6 separate regions of the Mus musculus genome follow, and regions 1, 3, 4, 5 and 6 are each linked to region 2. Evidence: chromatin contacts called from public HiChIP or PLAC-seq and promoter capture Hi-C data. All regions are on one chromosome and are shown on one strand. The core of a region is the stretch at or near the end of the contact, and the rest is flanking DNA. Distances in the headings are between cores, read along the strand shown. Region 1 holds the start of Rtl8b (retrotransposon Gag like 8B). Region 2 holds the start of Mospd1 (motile sperm domain containing 1). Region 3 has its middle 19 kb from the start of Mir450b. Region 4 holds the start of Zfp36l3 (zinc finger protein 36, C3H type-like 3). Region 5 holds the start of Phf6 (PHD finger protein 6). Region 6 holds the start of C430049B03Rik (RIKEN cDNA C430049B03 gene).

Evidence for each region. Promoter capture Hi-C pulls out the DNA fragments that hold promoters and counts their contacts. HiChIP or PLAC-seq counts read pairs in DNA pulled down with a chosen protein or histone mark. Capture Hi-C pulls out chosen DNA fragments and counts their contacts.
Region 1: a contact with region 2 is called in a promoter capture Hi-C map of liver. The contact joins the promoter of Rtl8b here to the promoter of Mospd1 in region 2. A contact is called at or near these places in 1 of 39 promoter capture datasets (pre-B cells) and 1 of 9 other capture datasets (liver).
Region 3: a contact with region 2 is called in a promoter capture Hi-C map of the HPC-7 cell line. The contact joins the enhancer-like site here to the promoter of Mospd1 in region 2. A contact is called at or near these places in 10 of 39 promoter capture datasets (the 3T3-L1 cell line, the C10 cell line, the HPC-7 cell line and 5 more), 1 of 484 Hi-C or Micro-C datasets (granulosa cells) and 1 of 9 other capture datasets (pancreatic islet).
Region 4: a contact with region 2 is called in an H3K4me3 HiChIP or PLAC-seq map of embryonic stem cells, with 5 times the contacts expected there. The contact joins the promoter of Zfp36l3 here to the promoter of Mospd1 in region 2. A contact is called at or near these places in 3 of 39 promoter capture datasets (cranial neural crest, hippocampal neurons and stem cell-derived epiblast-like cells) and 1 of 115 datasets of contacts at active chromatin or transcription factors (embryonic stem cells).
Region 5: a contact with region 2 is called in a promoter capture Hi-C map of erythroid cells, with 8 times the contacts expected there. The contact joins the promoter of Phf6 here to the promoter of Mospd1 in region 2. A contact is called at or near these places in 13 of 39 promoter capture datasets (the 3T3-L1 cell line, 3T3-L1-derived adipocytes, the C10 cell line and 7 more), 1 of 484 Hi-C or Micro-C datasets (erythroblasts) and 1 of 9 other capture datasets (adipose tissue).
Region 6: a promoter capture Hi-C map of pre-B cells shows a contact between it and region 2. The contact joins the promoter of C430049B03Rik here to the promoter of Mospd1 in region 2. A contact is called at or near these places in 10 of 39 promoter capture datasets (the C10 cell line, the HPC-7 cell line, cranial neural crest and 6 more) and 3 of 484 Hi-C or Micro-C datasets (embryonic stem cells, erythroblasts and liver).

What each region holds. Positions count from the first base shown.
Region 1 is chrX:53,667,874-53,672,083 of GRCm38.p6, forward strand. Rtl8b (retrotransposon Gag like 8B) reads right to left here and starts at 2,564. Exons shown (of 1, transcript NM_001018063.2): 1 at 1,292-2,564. The coding sequence starts at 2,425. The coding sequence ends at 2,084.
Region 2 is chrX:53,368,989-53,373,030 of GRCm38.p6, forward strand. It overlaps Mospd1 (motile sperm domain containing 1), which reads right to left and starts at 1,571. Exons shown (of 6, transcript NM_001290514.1): 1 at 1,434-1,571.
Region 3 is chrX:53,026,991-53,031,051 of GRCm38.p6, forward strand. No RefSeq gene overlaps it. Among named protein-coding and RNA genes, the nearest start is that of Mir450b, 19 kb to the right of the region's middle. Within about 2 kb of position 2,756, at least 4 of the 459 cell types and tissues checked have an H3K27ac peak or open chromatin away from gene starts, as enhancers often do. A contact at or near this core is called in the HPC-7 cell line, where this site is marked.
Region 4 is chrX:53,773,939-53,778,236 of GRCm38.p6, forward strand. Zfp36l3 (zinc finger protein 36, C3H type-like 3) reads right to left here and starts at 2,456. Exons shown (of 2, transcript NM_001009549.2): 1 at 112-2,456. The coding sequence starts at 2,307. The coding sequence ends at 130. It also overlaps a transcript of Xlr not described here.
Region 5 is chrX:52,910,493-52,914,580 of GRCm38.p6, forward strand. It overlaps Phf6 (PHD finger protein 6), which reads left to right and starts at 1,722. Exons shown (of 11, transcript NM_027642.2): 1 at 1,722-1,944.
Region 6 is chrX:53,055,101-53,059,137 of GRCm38.p6, forward strand. It overlaps C430049B03Rik (RIKEN cDNA C430049B03 gene), which reads right to left and starts at 2,090. Exons shown (of 4, transcript NR_038185.1): 1 at 1,898-2,090; 2 at 1,558-1,669; 3 at 1,042-1,064; 4 at 1-390.

The DNA of each region.
Region 1 (4,210 bases), core at 1,314-3,813, 300 kb after region 2:
CTCCAGACAGCATAGCCCTTGGTAGATCACAGGGAATAAGCCAGACTCCGACAGAGGCTTCCAAACATTTCCCAAATTCTCTAGGGGTATCTATTTAAAATTAAAAGCATGATTAAAATCACTCCTTATGACTCTTCAACAAGTTGAATGCAGGCACATATTTATTCGCCCTTGACCTGACTTAGGTTTCAGTGTTTTAGGATGCTGTATACTAGTATGTATACTAGTGCTCCACACTCTGATATTTCTAACAAGCCTGCTTTTCAAACAGCAAACAACCAACCAAACCCAGATCTTAAGAATCTGGCACAGCATAGGGTCCATTTCATGAAACACTTTGAATTCTCCATTTAATTTGAATAATACTATGTTTTATGTACATTTGAGGCAAATTTGCCAGTGGTAGCACTTCTGAGATAAATATGACATATTCTAATATAGAGTTGATGGAGATATACACCACTGCATGTGAGAATGGCCAAAGTTTCCCTGTTCCAAGGAAGGAAAGGAATAAAAAGGAAGAGATACACTACAGTATTGTGCAATCATACAGGTTCAGGAGAACCACCAAGTATATTAGAAAGAAGCAGAATACATATGATGCTGAAAGGTGACTCAAGGATTATCTGGTTGTATTGGGATACCAATTTTTTCTAGTAATATAGGAGATAGTAGATTTGTTTCAACATAATAGATTTCAAGAGTTAGCAAGGAAATATGAACAGTAGTTGCCCCTTCCCACTGGATAAAACGCCTTGTATTACACTGTGCGTAATCAATCAGATCTGGATCTAAATGAATAAGCAGTCTGGCATTCAAGTTTTCATGCCCCATAGAAGCATGTTAGCATGTATGTCCATGGTTTTATTAACACACCAGTTCAATTCAGGTGGATCTGTGAACGATGGATAACATACATTTTTAGACTTCAGTGACAAATTCGGTGGTGCTTGGTTTGACAATTAGCTATTATTATTCCTGTGTCTTCAGTATTGTTCCTATAAGGAACCATTTCAACCCAGAGATACCTTTATGACTTTTAGCCTGCAATGGGGAAAACTAGATGAAGGTCCATCTCCTGAAGGGCATAAAGGTCCACCATCTGTGACTGCCTAGTAGTAAGGCTTCCACCAGTGTGGCTACCAGGTGAATCTCATATCTGCAGTATGCTGTGAGATCGAACATCAGGCCATGAACATGTCTTTATCTAGACATCGATCCCATGTGCAGACACCTGCAGGGGTAAGGTTGTGGGGAGGGGTGGTAGGATGCTATACTAAGTAAGACTCCATTTCCTTTTAAATAGCATCTGATGTTTATTCAACGTGAGGAAAAGGCTTCTGTACAGGTAGAACAGACAAGAAGGAAAGAGCACAGGGGCTACTGTGTTGGAAAAGGCATACACATCAGAGAAAGAGCTGCAAGCTGGTTTCTCAGGAAAACCAGCTAGTCCACAAGACAAAATGGGAGACAGCAGGTTTCTGGGAGCAGGGAGGGGAAGGGTCCCGCTGAAGGTGAATCAATGTCCATGGGCCTTGGGCAGCCCAGGTACCTCCCAGGTGAGTCCAGATCATTTAAGGGCAGCAGCCAGTCCACAGATGGGTTGTGCAGGGGCTTGAAATGGCAGCGTCAGCACAGGCCTTATGGGCAGAAGCTTGCAGTCTGTCCACCAGATAGAAAGCAGTGGACAGCATGACATGTCCATCAGGTGGCAGTTGATCTGTCCATTAGGTGACAGGAGCCCATCTTGCAGCTGGAGCCTGGGACAGTGTCCAAACCTGCCAGGGATGGGCTGAGCTGTCAACAGTGGGAGGCCTTGTGCTCTCCAGAGCCAGGCCCAGCAGGGACAGCAGCAGGGGCCTGGGGAGCTATTCCTGGAACAAAGGCTAGGACACAGGAGGAGACAGGGGCGCGCGCATGCGAGATCTCCAGGCAGGGCGGGCGCGGGAGGTGGGGGAGTTCTCGGGGTAGGAGGGGGGCCCGGGGGGAGGGCGCACTCGGCGACCCCGGCTGCAGCCACAGGACAACACAGCAGCAGCCCACCCTCCCGGAGCCCCAACCCCAGGCCAGGCTTGCCAGAGGCCTAGAAGTCCTCATCCTCCTCCCACCCGAACACCCGCTTCATCTCATTCAGGAAGCCGTTGTAATCATTGAGCAGGGGGCTGTCGATCTTGATGTAGGGGATCACCCACTGCAGGGCCCGGCCCTTGAGGCGGGTGATGAGGAACGTCACCTTGAGCTCGTCGGTGTCGAAGGTCCTGTCGTCCACCAACATGTAGGAGCCGGTCTGCACGATGAACTCCGGGAGCTTGTCCATCTCGCCATCAAACAGCTCTGGAAACGGGATGGGGTTCCGCCGACGGCGCCGCCTGTTGTGCCTGAGCATGTAGGCCTTCGGCCTCTTTACCTTGCCTTGGCCTTCCATGACGCTGCGCTCTCTGGGCTGATCTAGTCGCTTGGTGGCCGGGCTGGCTGGAGGCTCTCCGGACTCTTGATGGGGTCAGCTGTGCTTTGCTGGATCCGCAGAGCACAGAGATTGTCAATTACAAGGCGTCGCCGGAAGTGCGTGGGAGAAGAGGAGGGACTTGTGCTAGGATGATTGTGGGTTGGACCCCAGTTTTTCTGTGGTGCTGCTGCTGCTGGGTCAACAATCCTTAGTGCTACCCAATGCGCAGGCGTGTTTCTGGGGCGAACCAGGAGAATGTTTAAGGGGTGGTTTGAATTGTTTTGTTTTCACATAAGCACAGCCAGGATGCAAAGCACAGGAAAGAGTCCTGATTGTACCTATGCGCTCGTGAGGAAGGCTCAGAGAGTCTAGGAGGATGCTGGACTCCTAGCGGTTTTTTTTTTTTTTTTTTTTTTTTTTTGTGCTGGTGCAATTCCCTGTCACTGCAGAATAAGAGAGAGATTATGGAGTTCGCCCATCCAAACCCCTTCCCTCTCCAGCTGCTTTCTTTTCCTTCCCAGATCCTAGGATGTGGACACCCTAGAGAGCTAGCTGCTCAGTGGCCACAGTTGCCTGCCTCTCACTGTCTGTGTGAGAAGGACTAGCTCTCATGTTGAGAGGCTGTTTTTGTAGTCAATAGCAACCCCTGATATACTAAGGAGAAGACTACAGAGCTGCCCTTTCAGAGAAGGATGCACAGTGAACGCGCAGTATCTGGAGAGTTACAGGTCAAAGAACCCCTAACTGTGATGCATTAGGGTACCAAGAGATGGAAATTTATGTAGAATGTCTACAAAGACTGGTGGGAAGAGCTTACACAGAGCTACATGATACAAGGCAGTGTACAAAAATAGAAGGGGAAAAAAGATTTTTCCAAATTTGGAGAGAAGGGGAGGTTATGTGACTGTATGCCTTTTGTATGATCCCAGTTGTCAGGGAGAATACATAATTAATATTAATTCCCCAGCGTCTTCCTTTGTACAGAAAATTACGTGGTACATGCCGTGATTTACTTAAAACCCTATCTGCCAGGCTATTGAAGCAGGGCATAGGTAGAAACCATAAGAATCATAAACTGGGAATTAATTTTGAATGCTTAAGGTCAGAGAAGATAAGAGCAGTCAAACAGATGGAAAGAGACCCCTCTGCTGAAAGAGGATGGCTCAGCCTCACAAGCCTGGTCATTTCCCTGAGGTAAGGAGAATATGGGGTTGTGAATTTCCTGACCACCTGCAGAGTTGCAAATGATACCCCAGCAGCTAATGTCCCATACCAACCAGGTGACTGCAGAAATCTTCTTCTCTCTGTAGGTGTTTCCTCCTTAGCCAGGGCCACAGTGACCTTTTAAATGCTAATGGGAAACTTCTCCTCTGCCCCTGACTCTGTCCTCTGAAGGCAAATATTTCACAGGCCATAGTAATGTGCAGTGCTCTAGATACTGCAATGCAACCTTCACCACTCTGTAGTTCAAAGGAAGCTGGCCTTTGTGCTTGTGCTTGGCTGCTTTCATGTCAGCAGGACACTCCTGGTGCTTAAAGCTCTGCTCAGTGGGAGGCAGTTAGAGGAGGACAGGAAAGTGCTACCTCAGGGTGAGCTAAGGTTCTGCCTTTATCCTAAGGAACAGCAGGGACCTTGCTCTCCTCAGAACCCTGTGAAGACATACCCTGTGACAGGGCAGGGGGTAGGGGAGTGCAAGGCAGGAAGAGGGTGTGCAGAACAACCTAGCTACCCTGGCAGGCTCCTCTCAGACATGCAGCATCAACA
Region 2 (4,042 bases), core at 321-2,820:
AAATTTCAAGTGTCCTGGCACGGCAGGAAACCTCTATTGCACTGTGAGTTCTACATATCCCTCAAAAACCAGTTTAATCTCACATCCTGTTTGAGAATACGGACTGAAAAATTTTAAAGACACATTTGGCCATGTTTCCTGTTCTCCAAACTTACCACCGATCTATACCAAATATATGAAATATACGTGTAATTGAAAAGCTGGCTGTCTACTCCTTACTCAATTTCCTGACTGTAGTATTTTATACACAAAGAGCTTTCCTAATACTTACAGGAAGTGTGGACAAGATTTTCGTCACTAAGAATGTATTAAATCCCATGTGTGCCTTTCCCGAAAAGAGTAGACTTTCTCCTGTCTGGAATTCACATTAAAAACAAAAAGTGTTCCAATAGAACAGGACTGCCTTTTAGGCAAAATTTAGGAACTTGAACTTTTTTTCAGGGTTACTTTCTCTTAAAATGTCCTTAAAGGACAAAATACTAGGACCCTTTGCACTTCTTACTTGCCCTGTGGCTTTCCCAAGTGAACTTTCCTTCCATTCTACTAGCACAGCAATGCTACTTCAGTGAGAGAAAGACAAATGTCAGTTACTTTCCCCAGAGGGAAACAGCAGAAGATTAAGGGCTGAGGTCTAGGGAGGGGCTAAAACCTTCCTGCCTAAGACCAGCCCCACCTGCTTGGGGCCCAGCCTTTACAGCCCTATCTCCACACTACCCGGCTCCATGTGAAACTGGTCATGTGAGCCTGTTTACAGCTGAGCAGCTGGTGCAACCATCAGGATCTGTGCAGAGGTCCAGGGAGGGGTAAGGATACAGGCCACTTACCTCCTTTCTCCCCTATGTAATTCCAAGAAGATACTTGCTTCGACCACCAACCACCCTCCCTCCCAGTCTCTCTACTTTCCTTCATGCCCCTTCAGGCAAAGCCATCCTGGGACGCCTGGCTCCGGTCGCCCCCCGCCCCGTTTCCGTCCAGTTGCTCGCGGGGGGGAACGGCTGAACTGCAGGAAGGGCGAGGACAGGGTCATCCCAAACTAGGTAGTCGACTGACTTCCCTCCCACAGCCCTCCAGGCAATGTCCGCCAAAGAGTTGTCCCTAGAGCTGCATCCCCAAGGCAACTGAACTCTTGTCGGGCAGGCAGCGGGAGGTTTCGGAGGCTGCCTTCGTCTAGGCAGGGGTAGCTACACAACTCTGCTGGCCCTGGAGACCCTGCAGAAGGGCCACCAACAGTCCAAGAACGGTGGACCCGCTGCCCGGTCCCCGCCACCCACCTTAGCCCGGCACTGAACAGCCCTGCTGTCAGTCACAGAGCCAAGCTCTGGCTACGGGTACTGGCATTGTCTACACCGGAGGGGGAGGTCTCAGCCATGTAAGTTCCATGTCTTCCCCGCAAGTCAGAGAAAGTGGGTGACGGGACATTGAGGGACTCTCACCTCAGCAACACTGGCTCCTCGGAAAGCAGCTGCGACTGCTCCCTGCTCCTTTGTCAGAGTCTCCAGACTGCACTGCCTGCTGGGATATGGGAGGACTCGACTGCCACCTCTCCCCGCCCAGGAGGATGAGTCGCAACTGGGGGGTGGGTGAGAAGAGGAAGGAAAGGCGGGCCCGGGGCGGGGTCTAGCCGGGGGCGGGGCTTCTGTGTTGCCACCTGGCTTCTGGGGTTTCTTCCTTCTCTATGCTTCAAACTACTTCCTTTGTCCTCTGGCCGCCCCTCCTTTTCCTCCGCCCCCCTCACCCGCCCCCAGAGGATTAGAGGCTTTCTCTGAGTGCAATCTCTTTGCACTCATTTGGTGGTGACCTTTGACGTCTGCCTCATTCACTCCTCTCCCCAACTCAGAATGCATTCCATACAATGAATACCCAAGGCTTGTGACTCTTCCTCTGAGACTCTGTATTAAGCACTAGCTCTCTTTCTCCACTCTATCATCGGCGCAAAGCAGACTGTTCAGGATTTGTTCATGCTGCTACAGTAGCTTCCTATTTGGATTCATTCTTTCTACTGTTACTTTGTCTAAACTATTGCCCAGACAGCAATCCAGTTGGCTCAGTCTAAGGTATAGGTGACCCTGCTGTTCTACTTAAAGCTTTTCAAGCCTGGCATGGTAGAACAAGACTATAATCCCAGTATTCAAAGGCTGAGGCAGGAGGATCCTGAGTTAAGACAAATTTGAGTTACAAAATAACAATTGACTTTTAAAGGGGAAATCTCTATTCTCAGGTCTGTACTCTATTCTTAGAGTCTTTCAGGCAGGTATGCTGCTACAGGGCTTTAATCCTAGCACTTAGAAGGGGAAGCAGTAGATCTTTGAGACTGAGGCCAGCCTGCTTATATATGAGACCCCATCTCAACACCAAGCAAACAACAAATGAGAGAGAAAAGACTTTTCGGCTAGGAACAATGGACAACTGTTAAGTCAAGCACCAAAGGGGCAAAGTCCCAAAGACCCCAAGGACTTCATATCTCAGCAGCCTGGCCTACCTAGCAAGACCCAGTGTGCTGGACACAAGACAGCCAGGATAGAGAAACCCTGTCTCAAAAAAGAAAAGTAAATGAAATGGAAAACACTTCAAAATTCAAACTTAATTATGTTCAAAAAGGAACAATACGGTCCAAGGGTACCCTCTGCACAAGTATAAGACCCAAAACCTTCCTCATTACTCTTAATCAATGGGTCTATAACAGTAGATATCACTTGGGCCCTAGGCTCTGAGACCTTTACTCACAGACTTTGTGCAATGCTCTTATCTGTCTTTTGAACACCTATCTTTCAGGATCCAGGGGAAATGTCACTTTCCCAACTAACCTTTCAGAATCTTCCATAAGAACGACATGTCTTATTTGTTTGTCTGAAACGTGGCCTGACTATAGCGCTAGCTGGTCTGACACACGTTATGGAGGCCAAGATGGTTCTAACTTGCAGTGATCCTCCTATCATGCTGGGATTACAGGCATGTACCACTAAATCCACCAGACGCTTTCATAAAAACTGTTGACCCCTATTCTACTAGCAAAGAACACTGCTAATTCTGTTTTGCAATTCTTCCTGATATAGGTAACCATGTCCTATTCCCTCAGAAGAGGCCATTGCTTCCAGCATCGTGCCCCTTCTACAATACATTCGTATATGTACTGGCTAGTTTTGTGTCAACTTGACACAGCTGGAGTTATCACAGAGGAAGGAGCTTCAGTTGAGGAAATGCCTCCATGACATACAACTGTAAAGCATTTTCTCAATTAGTGATCAAGGGGGAAATGTGGAAATCAAGAGCAGTGGTAACTTCCTGGGATCTATGAAGATGATCCTAATGAAGACTCAAAGTAATGGGGAATGATAACTATGAAATAGTCATCTCTTGTAGACAGACAAGCTAGTAAGGAACATCCCTCCATGGCCTCTGCATCAGCTCCTGCTTCCTGACCTGCTTGAGTTCCAGTCCTGACTTCCTTTGGTGATGAACAGCAGCATGGAAGTGTAAATTGAATAAACTCTTTCCTCCCCAACCCAACTTGCTTTTTGGTCATGATGTTTGTGCAGGAATAGAGACCCTGACTAAGACAGTATGCAATTTAATTATATGTGATACTTTGCCTCTATTGCATCAGAAATCCTAAGTAGGCCCAGAAAGGACTCCAAGCAAGGCTTCGTATGACAGTCACTCTTTCTTCACTAGCACAGCTCTCCATCTTGACCTGACCAAGTGTTGTTTTTGCAAATAAACTGGTTAGGCAGCCAAACATTGCAAAAGGACCAAAGCTTGTACTCCTCTTGCAGGTCAGACTGGTTTGTGGTAAAATATGTGGTTGTGGAAGACATAACTGATAGAGCTCATCTGAGAAGCCAGTGTAGAAAAGTATATGGTGCCACCGACATTGATTGAGTTTCTAGGCAGATATACTACTTTTCTTTTGGGGGGGGGGGCTTTTTGATTCCTATGGTTCAGGCCCCTCATCATTTCAAACCTTATGCATTGTTTGTGACATAAAGTCTTTTGCCAAAGTGGGCAGGGAGATGTGCTGAGGGGAAGCTGGAATATGGTGACA
Region 3 (4,061 bases), core at 1,506-4,005, 340 kb before region 2:
ACAACTTGTGCTGTGAAGGAACCAGGAGAGGCAGGCCTTGTTCTTAGGTGATTAGGGAAGGTGATGGCACTGGGAAGGTGGAGATAGAAGGATACACCAGAAGAGTACATCAGATCTCATTACAGATGGCCGTGAGCCACCATGTGGTTGCTGGGAATTGAACTCAGGACCTATGGCAGAGCAGTCAATGCTCTTAACCACTGAGCCATCTCTCCAGCCCCAGAAATTCAAAAGCTATCCTCAGCTACATAAGAAGTTCCAGATCAGGATGGTCTATGTGAAACCCTATCTCAAGAAACCAAGGAAACAACAAATCCTTTAGTTGGAGCTAGAAGTGATGGTGAGTGAGTACTGTTTATTTCAGCTACTCACAAGGCAAGGGCAGGAGGATCATGACCCCAGGTGTTCAAAGCCAGCCTGGGCAATGTAGCAAGGAGCAATTTCAAAGACAAGAACTAAAAGGAAAGGCAAAAAATTATATGCTTTAGTTAAAGTGAGTTTCTCTTCTGCTGGAATCCTTTGTGGGACTCAGTTTTACTAAAAAAATAAAATAAAATAAAATAAAATAAAATAAAATAAAAAAGCCAAGTCCTTTAGTGATGGAGAAACTATTCCTCATTATGACAACCTGACCTGGTCATGTCCAAGCAGGCTCTGGGATCTCTGAGCTGGCCCCCAAATTACTTCAAGCCCTGGGACTGCCATAAATGCCTCCCAGCTGACCTCTAGCTCCTCGTTTCAGTGCCTTAACTCCTCACCCTGTACTTGAAGTCATTTGTGATTCACTTCACATGAAAAGCATGCATGTATACCTTATTCATATAGAGGTCAGAAGACAGCCTGCAACAGTTGGTTCTCTTCTACCATGAGGGTCCTAGAATGGAAGCCAGGTTCTTAGGCGTGGTGGCAAGTATCCTTGACTACTGAGCTAGCGTTCCAGCCCTATTTTTGTTTATTTTTACTATTTTTCAAATTTTTATTCATTTATTTTACTTTTGAGAGGAAGATGATCTTTTCCAAGTATAAATCATATCACTTCCTTCGCACTTCAGAAAACAAACTGCTCTGTGGCCTACAAACCCACATATAAGTTAGCCCCTGCTCACTTCTCTCTTTTATCCCTCATTACTCCTTCGCCTCCACCACAGCATCATTCTACCAGTCCCCAAACCTGTCTCAGCATCCTGCTTTCCCCTGCCCCTTCACCCTAACATTCCTTCTCACCACTCAGCAGAATGGCTGCTTCATTGGTCACCTTGGTGAACCCTGCCCTGACCACTGGAACCACCTCAACATCACATTCCATTATAGTTCTTAGCATTATCAGAGCCAAGCCGTCCTACAAAGCAACACCTACAAAGGCTAGCTTGGGCTCATCATAGATTTGCCTGAAAAAGAAAAAGGCCCAAGTGAATACAGAGACTTTTGGGGGTTTGTTTTGTGTTGTTTGTTTTTTACTTAGACCATGGAAACCAGCATGGTGTCAGCTCCCCAGATCCCAGGTCCCACAGGATTGCTCAGACAGTGGGTTGCTGTCACGGGAGGTCAGTTCCAGATTCCAGCCTAATGATTTTATGACCTGCAGCTGTACTCTTATTGGGGAGGCAAGGTCAAAAGTCCCATGCCTTTCCAGAACCCAGGAGGCAGCCTCCACAAGATAGGGAGGTGGGTGAAAAAACAGCCTTGGGACAACTCACAAGACTGTTCAGGGGAGGCTCTGGGGGGCATTTCTTCAAGACAGGGAAAGCTGAAGTTATCCTTGCCGATATGTGTAGAGAGGTGTTCCTGACACCACCTTCTATATACCTTAAATCATCTTTATATTACCAGTAATATATAGCACTATATGAAAGTTATGTAAAAAGTTGTTAGACTGTATTGTTGAGGGAATGAAACACAAAATCCTGTTCAATATGGATCTGATTTTGTTTTTCAAAAATTTACAATCTCAGGCTGGTTGAATCCAAACATTCGGAACCCACAGGTACAGAGGGAAAACATTTTTGGGGGGTTGAGGGTGAAAGAACCCCTAATTGTTGGTTACTGAGAGTAGTTAATATTTTTTACCATTATTATATGTCTGTTAGACAGTAGAACTGCTTTGATAAGAACTTTTGTTTTTTTTCTTTCATCTCAACTTTACAGATAATGAAATGCAGGTCCAGAGAGGGTTGAAGATTTTCCCAGATCACGCAGCTAGTAAATATCAGATAAGGAATTTAAACAGAGGCAATTTTATTCCAGAATCTTTCTGAGTAATGCACTGTCATTTAAGCCAAATTTTCTGTAGAAATGAATACACTAACAATAGAGGAAATGCATTAAGCTGATTGCAGGTAATAATCAGAAATTACTTAGATATCATACATGGCTTTTGGAGGGCCCGGCTGAACTTTAAGCATGCCTTTTGACTTTCTGTGGCATTAGTCAGTATTTTCAAAGGCTTATAGACCTTTTTACCAATGGGCTCTTCACATTTTTCTTCTGGCCTATTTTACAATCTTGTGGGCAGCTTCAGACAAAATAACTTTTTCGTATGGAGGATTATGGGTGCTCTTTGCCATTTGTAAATGTGAATTTTATAGACACCCCCAGCCACTTGAAAGAGAAATGCTTTTAATTTTTTTTATGATGATTTGTAACCTCAAGTGTTTCTGATAAACTGTCAAATTAAATTTCAAGTTTTTGCTTTATATTGTCTGAATGCACTTTGTAACGGGCTTCCTCATTCTGACTCGTGACTGAAGTGACTTTCAAACTTGATAGCTTTTCGGCAGCACTTCCTTTCCTAACACCCCCGCCCCGGCTGTCCCCCCATTCAAAGATTTGCTTGTAACACACATGGCTTCCTTTATCTAGAACTTTTACTTTGCATACATAGTGTATGTAGTGTGTGTGTGTGTGTGTGTGTGTGTGTGTTTGTGCTTGTTGAGGACAGAAGTTGTCATTTGATGGTTTCCTCAATCTTCATTTTATTTACTGAATTGGAGTTCCTTACTAAGCCTGGAGCTTGCTGATGATCTAGCTAGTCTAGCTCTACCCAGCTTGCCCTTGAATCCATCTCACCTCCAGGGTGAGTGTTGGAATTACATTTGGGCCCCAATGCTACCAGTTTTTCTTTCTTTCTTTTTAAAATGTAAGATCTAGGGATCCTAACTCTGATCTTCACTTTTCTTCTTTCTCCACTGAGCCCTCCCTGGAACTTACTGCTCTCCATTTTCCCACCAGCCCTTGTGATCTCTTGTCACCTGTCTCTCTCTTTTTGGAACACAGGACATTACAGACTCACCTGTATTGTCCTTTCCCTGGTCTAGACTCAGGCATTTTCTGATGAGCCCTGGTTCCTTTAAAAGGAAATGGAATTAGAATTGAAGATCTGGGCACTGGGGATGCTCATTGCTGTTGGAATGTCATTGGTTGTAGGGTCTCTCAGGGGACAGTGCCAGGTAAAACAAACAGTCATACTAATCCTTTCTGTCATATGTCAAAATCTGTTTCTGTGTTTGTCTAGGTACAGGTTAAAGTAAACACACATCTACCCTGCTCCACGCTAGGGTAAATTAATAAACAAGTTTCATTCTAGTTTCCCCTCTTTTCTAAAAACTCTATTTTTCTTTAAGCAATTTTTATTTGTGTGTATGATGTGTGGAGGGTACATTTGTGCCACAGCATGTGTGAGGAAGTCAGAGGATCACTGTGAAGCAGATCCTCTCCCACTGTTATGTGGGTATTGATGATTAAACTCAGGTTGTCAGGGTTACACAGCTAGCTCTTTACCCACTGAGAATCTTGGCAGCTCCTCTTTCCTTATTTTCAATTTGTTTCTTCAACAGTGAGAGCTATGATTCTTGGTATATACTCTATTCCCTCATTTACTTTACCTTAGTATCATGAAATTACACATACTGGTAACAAGCTGACTAGACAGTTATGCATGTATAGATCTTTTATTCCTAAATCTTTTGGTACCCAATCAAAACTTCATGTTTTCCATAACCACTTAGTTATTTTCTTCTCCCCCAATTTGAATATCACTGTGTTATTTGTAGCAGTTTGCTTGG
Region 4 (4,298 bases), core at 1,206-3,705, 410 kb after region 2:
TGTCCTATGGCTTTGTCACCCCACCCCACCCTACCCCCACGCCCAGTGCTTTCAACAGGGGAGAAACAGCAAGAGATTTCCCCCAACACCCTAACACCACCTCTTCCTTACCACTGGCATCTTTTTGCTTCATTTTTCAGAGTCTGAGAAGCGGCTGAAGATGGGCAGACGGCGGCTGGAGTTGGTGTTGTCGAATTCGGATTCATTGAGGCTGCTGGAGCTCGAGGAACGCCTCAGAAAGTCGTCTTCATCTTCGTCATCACTGACCAACAGGGAATCCAGGGTGCTGGTGACCACGTCGAACTCTAGCGACTCAGACTCAGACTCCGACTCGACATCTGGCAGTTGGAAGGTGAAGTGTGGTGCGGCACCCTCTGCAGCGGTGGCAGCAGTGATAGTAGTCGAGGATGTATTGCCCACAGTGGCAGTTGCAGCACCTGGAGCCAATATGCCGGTAGAGGCTGTGGCAACTCCTGGAGCAATAGCAACTCCCGGAGTGATGGCAGCCCTGGAAGTGATGGTAATTCTGGGAGCAAGGGCAGCCCCAGGAGCGAGAGCTGCCCTAGGAGCAAGGGTCGCCCCAGGAGCAAGTGCAGCCCCAGGAGTGAGGGCCGCTCCAGGGGCGAGGGCAGCCCCAGGAGCAAGGGCCGCCCTAGGAATGAGGGCCGCCCCAGGACGGAGGGTAGCCCCAGGAGGGAGGGCAGCCCTAGGAGCGAGGGCCGCCCCAGGAGCAAGTGCAGCCCCAGGAGTGAGGGCCGCTCCAGGAGGGAGGGCAGCCCTAGGAGCGAGGGCCGCCGCCCCAGGAGCAAATGCAGCCCTAGGAGCAAGGGCCGCCCTAGGAGCCACTGCTGCCCCAGGAGCGAGGGCAGCTCCAGTAGCCATGGCAGCACCAAGAGCCATGGCAGCCCCAGGAGTGAGGGTAGTCCCAGTAGCCATGGCAGCCCCAAAAGCGAGGGCCGCTCCAGTAGCCATGGCAGCCCCAGGAGCCATGGCAGCTCCAGGAGCAAGGGCCGCCCCAGCAGCCATGGCAGCTCCAAGAGCGAGGGCTGCCCCAGGAGTGAGGGCAGCTCCAGTAGCCATGGCAGCCCCAGTAGCCATGGCAGCTCCAAGAGCCATGGCCGCCCCAGGAGCAAGGGCTGCCGCAGGAGTGAGGGCTGCCGCAGGAGCAAGGGCAGCTCCAGGAGCCATGGCAGCACCAGGAGTAAGGGCAGGACCAACACTGGCCTGGCCAAAGATGGTGGCTGAAGGCAGAGGCCTGGCAAGGGGCATCTGGAACTGCGCGGAAGCTGCCAGGCCCATCTGCTGCTGGTTGTTGTAGAAGGCAGTGGGAGTCGTGGTAGCAGTGTTAGGGTTCTGGAATGCCACAGGAGAGAAGTCACCTGGCTCCTGGGGGAAGGCGAGGGCATCGTTGGCTGAGTTGTTGCTCGGGTCTTTGTCAGCATCTTTGTCGGGGTCTTTGTCAGCGTCGTGGGCTGTGGTAGAGGATGATGTTCTGCAGCACATCATCCGGAGGTTGGCGGCTGCAGGGTGTGATGAGGGCATAACCCCGCCTGAGCTCAACGCCTGCTGGTTGAGCTGCAGAGGTGCCTGGAGGGCTTGACTGTTGACCGACAGGAAGCCCGAAGGGCTGTCACTCTGCAGTCCGGGCTGCTGCTCCCCGTTAACGCCCAAATGCAGCACATTGGAGCCATTGAAGGAGCTGGGCTCCTCCAAGGTGCTCTCGGAAAGCACAGGTTGCTGCTCGGGCTGGTTGTGAATGAAGTGACAGCGAGTGCCATAGGGGCAAAAGCCAACGCTGTGGAAGGTGCGGCAAGGCTCCGTCTTGTACTTGGGGTGCCTTGACAGGGTACGCAGTTCGCGGTAGCCATGCGCGAACTGGCACTTGTGGCCATACTTGCAAATGCCGCTTTCCTCAAAGGGCCGACATAGCTCAGTCTTATAGCGCTCAGAAGTGGCCAGGGAGCTCGAGCCGCTCACCTTCTGTGGCTTAGGCTTCTGCTGCAGGCTATGTTCGCCATTCCGCGGGTGGATCTGCGACACCGCGTTAGCCTCTGAGGGCTCATGGGGAGCTTCCCAGGACACCGCACCAGTTGCCCCCGACTGACCATTATTGTAGCTGTTCAGGTCTCTCGCAAAACTGGACGAGCAGTCCTCGGTGAGGCTGGAGGCACTGGAACTGGGAGCCTGGTGGCCGAGCACTTGGGGGTCGCTGGAAGATGGTGGTGGAGCAGTGCCAGGTGTTGAGCTGGAGTTGGAAGAATCAGCCACATTAGTGTTGAGCGGGCGGTTCAGATTGTTGTTGGCCATAGTTTCTCGGTCTTGCACTCTAAGTCTCTATTGCAGAAAGTCCATAGAACTGTGAACATTGTCCTATGTCCTGCGCCGTTTTGAGCTTTAAGTAAGGAGGACCCGGAGAAACCTTCGAGGGAGGCAGAGCCAGCGAGCTCCAAACATGAGGCAAAAAGGGCAGGTAGGCGGAGCTGGGAGGAGCTAAAAGGTTGAGTCCCAGCCCAGCAGGAGGGCTGGGTGGGGTGGGGGAAAGGGCAAAAGCAGAGTAAGGCAGACGTACGTAAGATGTGCAGGTACGCCACCAAGTGGAGGATGAAGAGTAGTAGCAAAGATCTTAGCGCCTCTCTCACGCTCATGCATTCTGTTGAGTGTTAAAGCTGCTTTTCAGGCCCTCCTGCTGTGGGAGGGCTCTATTCTAATTTATCAGCTTCAAGATTTTTGCGTTTGTCCTAATATTTGAGTAAAGCAATGAAAGATAATCACTAGACTCCACATAATCCCATAACTCCCATGTTCTTGTAAAGAGCAGCCCAGTTAATGTTCCTCCGCTGCACACACCCCTCCCCCAACCTCACTCCCGCATATCCTATGGTTCAGCTGATACAGACTTGCAGCCAAACATGCCTGGAACCTACACCCTGGAGAGAACTGATTTCCTCCAGTTCTCCCCCCCCCCATTTTATAAATTTGTTTTTATTTATTTACATTTCAAATGTTATCTCCTTCCCCAGTTTCCCCTCCACAACCCCCTTATCCCCCCTCTCTCTGCCTCTATGTGATGGTGCTCCCCAACCCGCCCACCCACTTCCTCCAGTTCTTTGACCTTATTTCTTGTGTGTGCCATGATATGTGTGCATATTCCACCTCCCCACACTCCAACAAACAAGTGTAATTTAAAAACAGACAACTTTATTGTATGCATTCAAGGTAGAATTACAGCAGGATGCTTCAGTGGGTAAAGGGGTTTGCCACTAAATCTGACTTTGAGTACAGAACTCCAGAAATTGATCACTGATTTCTGCAAATTGTCCTTTGACCTCTACACTGTTGTCATTGTGCTCTTGTATTCACATACAAACACACAGAAAATAAAATAATTAAACCATTTGGTGTTATATTTTTCAACATGGTAGTGAAATGGCTGAGGGGCCAGAGAAAGGTACTTGCCACCAAACCTGATGGACTGAGCTGGAGTTCCTGAATCCATGATGTAGAAGGAGAGAACCAATTCTTGTAAAGTTCTCTTTATGGCTGCCAGGTCTGTGCAGCAGTGAGTGAAATGTGCCCCCCCCCAATAAATAAAATAAAATAAAATAAAATAAAATAATTAAAGCCATTTTCTTCTGCACCCATCCAGGGTGGTAGAATTCGGGATATCAAGATGGCTCACCTTGTAGAGGTGCTTAGTGCCAAGCCTAAAGACCTTAGTTTGATCCCTAGTATGCAAAAAGTAGGAGAAAATCAATTTCTGCAAGTTGTTCTCTGACATCCACACATGTGTACTGTGGCATGAGATTATGCACACACAAACACATTAAATAAACAAATGAATTTGAATAAATAAATCCAAATAATTTGAACTTTAGGCCATTGAATGCTGTATGCATTAAAGATGGCAAAATCAGAGCTGGCAAGAAGGCTGAGCCAGTCAAATGTCTTGTTTCCCTGCCTGCCACCTGAATTTCAAGGCCTGAATCCACATGGGAGAAAGGGAGAATTCCACTGAGTTGTTCTTATACACAATAAACAAGCAAATATAAACAATCTGTAATAATAAAGGCCAAATTTTGGCTATTGCATTAACTGTGGTAGAATTAGGACTGTCTATATTATAGATGTCAATGAAGTCCAACTTGGTGGACCCATGAGTATTACTGGGATTCCTTACAGGAATATGTGTGAGGGGTTACTTACAGGAGCAGAAATAACTCGGAGGCAGCTGCATCACCAAAGCCCACCCCAGGATGGGTGAGAGCTCACAAAGCCGGGGACCTGGAGCACACTGCACA
Region 5 (4,088 bases), core at 472-2,971, 460 kb before region 2:
CTTCGTTTTGCAAACTTTTATTGGCTTAAATTGTGTTCAAGTAAGTGCATGAATAAAAGAGTGGATGAAAGAATGGTAAAAATGTGGGACTAGGGTGTCAAAAAGACCTATGCTGTTCAAGTGCATTTTCTCTTACATATTTATCTGTATGATTGTGGCATCAATAAACCTATAAAACTTGGGAGATGGTGGTGGAAGGCCTCTGATTTACATACAGTTTAAATGGAATACTCATTGTGGATCTTCCTATGCAAATCTCTAGTCACTACCTTAAAGAGTAACCGCAGGCAAAGGGCAGTGGAAGCAGGTGGATCTTTTAAGAGTGAAGGCAAGGTAGGGCAAAGCAACTGGTGCCCGATGCTTCTACAGCACAGGAGAGATGTGAAGTAAGGGGGGGGGAGCACAGGTCTAGGTGCTAAAATCAGGACAGATAGATAACTCAGCACCTGCACTACAGAAAGATACCTTAAAGCTAAATGATTGATTTGTAGGTCCTCATTGAGTTCCATGTGAATGAATCAATGTTACACCACTATGATTACTGGTTTCTTGTGCAATGAAATTTAAGGTTGACCTTGAAAAGAAAAAAAAACCCATAAAGATTGATGGAACAACATGTAAAAACATTGGATCCAGAGTGTAAATTCACTCCCATTGCAGGAAACATGGCTAAATCAGACAGCTTTTTAAAGCCTCGCTGGTTCGTTAGATTTTTTTTTCTTTTTAAAAAATGGTTTCCCCTCACAGAGGCCAGAAGAAAATAACAAAAGTTGACCCTCACATAAAGTATACTATGTCCCCAGACATTAATGTGATTTGTACATATTAACTCATTTCTCACAACATTTTGTGAGGGAGACCATTGCGTTCTCCATTTTAGAATTGATAAGTCTGAGGGACGAGAGGTAATACAACGTGATCAAGGTCACAGAGCTAGAAGTGAGGGAGCTGAGAGTCACAGTCAGGAGTATGCCTCCAATAAGCTAAGAGAGAAAGGGAGGGAGGGAGAGAGAGAAAGAGAGAGAGAGAGAGCGCGCACTGGTTTAGGTATGTAGCTCATTTGTGTGGAATATAAAGAAAATCACTCATCTTTTTTGATTATGGCAACTCCAGCATTTACAAAGAGTCAGCCAGCTATTACGGTAATACATGCTTCAGTTGCATCCTTAGTCTTCTTCACAATAAACTTGGAAGGTATTTCATCCTCATTTCCAAGACATTCCGTCCTCCTCCTCCAAAAAAAAAAAAAAAAAAAAAAAAAAAAAGGTTGAGTGATTAAAACGATTAGCCCAAAGACGGCCATGCAAATAAGAAAACTGCACTGGGAGCTCTTTGCCGGCAGTGAAATCAGGCGAAAGGAGGACCCCACAGGGATGCCAGGAGAGTACAATGAAATAATGGATGTAAAAAGGCCTCGACGAACAAGTGCAAGGGCTAAGGCCTGTGCATTTGCTTCGCGGGAAAACCGGTTCCCCAGGACCTGGTCCCAGGCTTTCTGGCCCCAACCCAACGCCTTCTCCTCCCAGTGCCTAGCTTTCTCTTCAAATCTCTTTCTCCGTCTCCTCCACTCCTGCCCCCCAAGCCTCAGCCGGGCGGCAGAGCGGAGAATAGAAGGTCCGCGCGCGAGCAGGAGGCGGGGCACCCCGAACCTTTCGAGGGGCCGGTCTGCGCGCGTGCGCCGTCCTTCGGCGGCTTCAACCGCCCCGGCTCGGTGGCCAATCAGAGTGCCCGGCGCGCTCGAGACGTCTCAACGTCCTGTGGGTCGTGTGCGTACGGAGGGAGGCAACGTAAGGGCGCTCGGCGAGCCCGTCTCTCCTCGAATGAAAGGAAACTACCCCTGGCGACAGAGCCCCGCTCTTCGGCAGTGCCGGAGAACCGACTCCCGCCTTCCCCGTCTTCCCTCGTGGGCGCTGTCCTCCCTTCGCCCAGCCGTGAGCCCCACTGGTGAGTTCCCCGCGGTAGCCAGGGGCCCCCCATTCTCTCTCTGGCGGGAGAAGACGAAGAGGATGGCGGTGGCCAGGCCGCCGCCCCTGCCCGTTGTTACGGGGGGGACTGGCGGTGGTCTCCTTCATTGTCAGGGACCCCCAGAGGCGCCGCGCATTGTCGGTGCTCCCTACAGAGGCTGGCGACCTAGTGCCGTGGGGGCGCTGAGGGACATGTTAGGCGGCAGCCTAGACTTCGGGGGAGGGGGCTTCACATCGGAGGAGAGAAATACTGGGATGGGGGCTTCAAAAAAAAAAAAACTCTGCTGACGCTTAGATGGTTTCAGTGGTAAGGAGGGTGACTACTTCCGAAGTGTAAGAGAAAAAAAAAATGGTTAGGATGGCATGAGGGTAAGCCTTACGGAATGAGGGGGAGAAAAAGAAAAACTCCCCAGTAAGGGGAATCGGGCGAAAGTGATGGATAAGGAGATGCTTCGGAGTCAGGTCCTTAGAGGACGAACTCCTGGGGAAGGGAGGAGTGTGAAGAAGGTGATATTTTCCTGAATTCCAGAGACTTGGCCAAGGACAATCGGAGGGGGGGGGGACCCCGACTTTCTGGCTGAAAGGAACCTACTGAAGTGTTGGGAAGGAAGAGACTTTTTCGAGTTTATCCAGCGCCTTGGTTAGAGGGAGATCTAGGAGGCTAGTGTGCGATTGGGGAATACATAACGGAGAGAATCCGCTCTGTTTCCTGCCTGGTCCTTTATTACATGGGCGAACAGCACGGCGTTCTTTTGCAGTTTCTATTCGTTTCGATATTCTGTGTGAAAGTGAAAAACAAATCTTTTGATGTTTGAAAAGCCTTTAATTTTCCTCTGGTTCCTACGTAATATCGGGTCTTATTCATACAGTTCAAATTTCTTCACTACCCTTTGGCTTGAAACAACTGGAAAATTCCTTTAGTTTCCTTTTGAATAACCGCAAAAAAAAAAAAAAAAAAAGCAGTGCGAAGCATGTAATAATATCGTGCAACCAAATTCAGGTGCCCTTCCGGTACATTTCCTATTCATTTATTTCTCTTCACTGCAACTTTGCTGAGAGAAAGACCGTGTTATCTTTGGAGGATCGCACTTATATCTGTGAATTTCAACTGGCTTGCATGCGGAAGGTTTTTCATCTTCCGGAACTGCAGTTTTGTTTTGTTTGTTTTTTTCGGTAGAAAACGTTCTTTTAAGATACTAGCCATTGACTAAGCTCTCGAGTTGGTTCTCGAATGCCCTCCTTGGTCATCCAGGTGGTTTCTACCTCGATGCTTCACAGCATCTTGGAAAATCGGAAATGCATTCATTGTTTCAGCGGGGTTTCTTTTTCAGACATTTAAACTGTATTTCCCATAAAATTACTGTTGTTTCTTTCACCTTTACACATTATCCATAATGTTACCTTTCTTTGAAACATCTCATTGTTGGGTTAAAGTATTGAACTTTGAGCTTTGCCTGTTCTTGAAAAACCTTTAAATTAAAACGAAAGCGCTCAATAGATGTTTTTGAGCCCCATAAGTAATGCTGATTGAATGTCCTTATTCTGCTTAACCCTAGACCACAAGTGTGACAGTAGTAGATAAAAATCTGTATTTTTTTTGATAGACAGTTTTGCTAGGCGTCATTGTTTCCATGATGGGCTCTGCTGCTGCATGGTTTATAAGGCAGATGTAAAAAATCAGCAAGCTCTGCACACATGCATTATTTGAATTTTAGTGGAAAAATCCAATTAGTCATTGCATAGCAAGGCAAATTTTTAATCGTTTGTTGCACATTTGTGTGTTTCTGTTCACTTTCAAATAAAATATAAATTACCAAGAAATGTGTGAATGCTTTACAATGCAAAGTAAGTATATGTGTGTATGTATGTGTGTGTGTGAAAATATATATATATATATATATATATATATATATATATATATATATATATATATATATATTCTCTTTTAGATTTTGGAATCTTTGGTATCTAGAAAAGCAGGTTCTGAAAATTAAGATGAAAAAATACACTGTTTGTTAGTTAAAAGAGGCAATAGTGAATAAAGATAGAATGGAGCGGGGTACCATTTCAGATTCAATTTGGGGAATAAAGGATGATTTTCCCTCTAAGAATTTTGCTTATCTT
Region 6 (4,037 bases), core at 840-3,339, 310 kb before region 2:
ACCATCCTTTAGTCCTTAACCACAAACCTAATAACTAAAACAACAAAACTACAGTGCCTTTGAAAGCAAAAAACATTCTGTATACAAATTTCCTGTATTCTCATTTAAAATTATGTCCGTTTTTCGAAACTAGTACAATGAATGCTGGGTCCTTTTAATTAATTAATAAAATATACAGAGTATGTAATTAAACTAAATACAAAATTCCTAACATAACAGATAATGATCCAGTGCTAACATATGCATTGCTTAGGTCATGATAAATAAAGCCATTAATAATAACAGCCCCACTCCTTAAGTTGGAATGAAAATTCCGTCTTTTCTTGGCTATATTACAAGTCATTTTTACATGGACACGGAATTGTGGAGGAAAAAACCATCGATGGTCACCTTTAAAAAGAGGAGAGAGAAAAGCCGTGTTTAGTAAAGATACAATTATACTTTAAAGATACGTATTTTTCTCCCAATTTAACTTTATGTCCCACACAAATGTCACATCAGAGATTGCAATTCCTCTTAATTTAACATTTCCTTAGTTGACTACTCATAAAAACAAAATTCATTCGAGATAACATCATCAAAAACGAAGGTCTTACTAGATAATTTTGTTAACGAATACACTGGAATCAAATTCATCTCTAGATTATCCTTCATCCATTTCTTTTCTTCCCATCACTCTACAACGACTTATATCCTTAAAAAGCCATCTCACTCCCTGGGTTTGTGTATTTCCCCTTGGGCTTAACTTTACTTACGAAAAGAGAGCACAAAGAGATGTCTGGTCACTTCTAGAGAGGGTCATTCGCTGATACAATAGACAAAGAATCAATACTTTAGGGTTACCATGGCCCCACCCACTTCAGAACCACGACGGGTCAAAATGGCCCCACCCACTTCAGAACTGCGAAGGGTTTGGCCAAATGATTTAAGAGCCAAAGACTAAGCCTCTTCCTCTCTTCCCAGTTGAGAACGTTTTGTCTTTTAATGTTGCAGATGCCATGCGCCCCCACACCCAAAACATGATGCACAGGTCCTCCGCACCTTCCAGCCAAACTTTTCCAATACTGGAAAAAAAAAAAAAACAACTAAACAACCTTGAAAAGTTTTAATTAGCGAGAGACAATGGAAAACGAATTTTACGGTTCTTTCCAGGACATTCTTTACTGCTTACAAATGAGTGGCCCAAAGTCCCATTTACAGTCTGTCAAAACTAGTTGCTCCCCACCCTGGCAAGGCTGACAGCCTGAGGCTGCCCGCCCCTCACTCATTTCTCTCTCCCCACCCCTCCCCGTTTACTCTTCTCAGTCCACTTTCTGAGAAGTTCCCTGGCCACACTCACTTGCTAGACATTTTAAAGATCTGTCCTCCCCCCACCACGACCCCCGGACACGCTTTCCACCCCCACACCCCACCCAGCGCGACGCATAACATTTTTTTGAGAATTATCCCCGTATCTGTTACAGTCTGTAGTGACCAGAGACATAGTTGGGGGCGGGGGGAGGCGGGCCAAAAAGTTCCCTTCCCCCTCGTTTTTTTCTTTTTTAGATTCTAAGTCACCTCTCACTCCACTCGAAAATGGCGCCGAAATCGTAGAACTTCTTAAATTTCATTGTAAGCTTTTTGCAAAGGTTTCTGGGATTTTCCTGCGAAGCTGCTCCTCAGCGTCGACCTAGAAAACAAGCCGGGGAAGCTAGAGAGAGGAAGGAAAAGGCGGGCGGGGAGGCGGACAGACAGACGGACAGCGAGAGAGAAAGGGCGGAGGGGTGTGGCGAGGTTGTGAGGTTAGAAGAGCGAGTCGCGGAGACTTGGGAGGGCGCGAGGTGGCGGTGGTGCGGGACATCGAGGGACAGAGGGACGGACAGCCGGGGAACCGGGGTTCGCGGGGCGAGGGGCTCACAGAGAGGCGTGGCGGAGAAGAACCGGAGCCGGGACGGAGCTGGGCTGGAACCGGGCTGGAATCGGGCTGGAACCGGGCTGGAATCGGGCTGGAATCCGGCTGGAATCGGGTTGGAGCGGTGCTGGAGCCGGCGGAGCTGGCGGAGTTGGGCTGGAGCCGAGCGCACCCCAAGAGGCGAGCGGGAGCAGCCAGCGCCCAGTGGTCCGCAGCAGCCCTAGAAAAAGCCGGCCCGGGGGGCGTGGCCATGCGCTGCTCCGCGCCCCGCCCAACCATTCGCCCGCTCGCTCGGAGGCCCCGGAGCGGAAGGGGGGAGGGGGGAGGCCGTGCGGACACGCAGAGCCACAGCCTTGGCCTGCAGCCAGGAAGGGCCGGGAAGGACACGGGGAGCCTGGAGTGGCCACGTACAGAGAGCCTCATAGCCGCGGGTGCAGGAGACAAAAACCAGGGAGAAAGGGGAAAGGGGAAAAGCGGGAAGGGAAGCAACCAAGCTCCAGCTCAAAGACCCATGCCACAAATGACACTCTAAAGTCACTAGGGCCCAAGTCTTTGGGGCTACCAGGAGGGTACAGGGCGGCTAAGCCAAGCCTCTTAGGACTATTTTTCTTGGGGGTGCCTGAAACAGGATGAGGAAACAAGGGACCCTCAGATTGCAGAAGGGAAGTGCTAGGCGCGCGAGTGTGCCCAGGCTCTGTTGAGTCTTCTGTGCTCTGGCCTCTCTGCCAAACTCTCCCTCAGGTAGAGGACTCCCTTAGGTCCTGGCGGTCCACTTTAGGGGTGGGCATGACACTGAGGCAGGGAACGACAGTTTACTTATACATGTCCAGTCCAAGAAGGAAAGTCTTTACTACTTAAGTTTTGAGTCTGGAGTAGGGAAAGAAAGGGAGTCTTTCTTCTGTATGCTGGATATCTTTAGGGACGGCGCTGTTTACCAGGGAGGTATGAGAACGGTGTTGAAGTTAATAGCAGGGTGTCCAGGGTGACAAGAACTGTGCCTAAGTGTAAAGAGATGAAGTATAAGAGTGATTATGATTTTCAAATGATGCCGCTGACCCAGACAGGCACTCAGAGAGAAGGGGGAACGGGAATGGATTTCAAGGAGCTAACATGAGGTTGCATCTGGGTGGGGAGTCAATAGTCTTTCATTGCACCGCGTTCGCAACTTTCTTGTATATTTGCAAAACGTCACAATAACACAAAGCTGGAAAAACCAGGCATGGTAGCACATGGACCAGTAGAGTCCAGCACTCGGAGGAGGCAGGAGAAACAGAAGTTTAAGGGCGTCCTTGGCTACATAGCAAGTTCGAGGACAGTCTGAGCTTTGTGAAAGACTCAAAAAAAAAAAAAAATCTGGGAGAAATCCCTTATAAAATAGAGCCTGGATGTTAAAAAATAAATAAATAAACTCAGCGTCTCTCTTCCCACCTTTCTTGGGTTGCAGACATCTTTGAGAGAGTGGGATGTAAACTCAGATAGGATTTGGACGGGAAGGGTTTCGCTGGCCTGCAGCAGCTTACACACCCGGGCTCCAAAAGAGACCACAGGGGCAGGTGGAGTGCTGGGTACAAGGCGCTATGTGGGAGCTACTTAGCGCGTTCACTCCGTGACTCTGAAGGAGAGGCTGTTGCCTTAGCAGCTCTTGGCTAAACCTCTACTCCAGCCACCTCTTGTCTAGTCTGGGACTTAGTGGGTTCCTTGGCGCCCTTGACTAGCGAGGACATCTGGGCGTCTGCGAATATCCAGCAGTTGAGCAGCACGCTGGTAGCTGCGGTGCAGCCGCGGGGTCCTCCATGCTCCCAGAGTCAAGCCTAAGTTTTATTTCAGAGGGTAGAAGGCGTGCGGGATAGTTTGGAACCTCAGGAGGGAGCGGGGACAACTACAACAAAACCCACCAGGTGTCAAGAAAAAAAAAGGGGGGGGGGCAATTGCAAAACGGGTAACACATGCGAAAACGGCAGGCAGATACTAAAATCACGGATTCTGAATTCCGCGGTGCTCAGCGCTGCAGTTTCTTGCGCTACTCAACTCTCGCTGTATTTCTATATTTTTACTGTGATACTTCTTCGAGGTTGATCTCATAATCGTGAGTTTTGCGAAAATGATCGCAAAGTTTCAAGGCTTTGCTACAATCGTGTGACCTTAG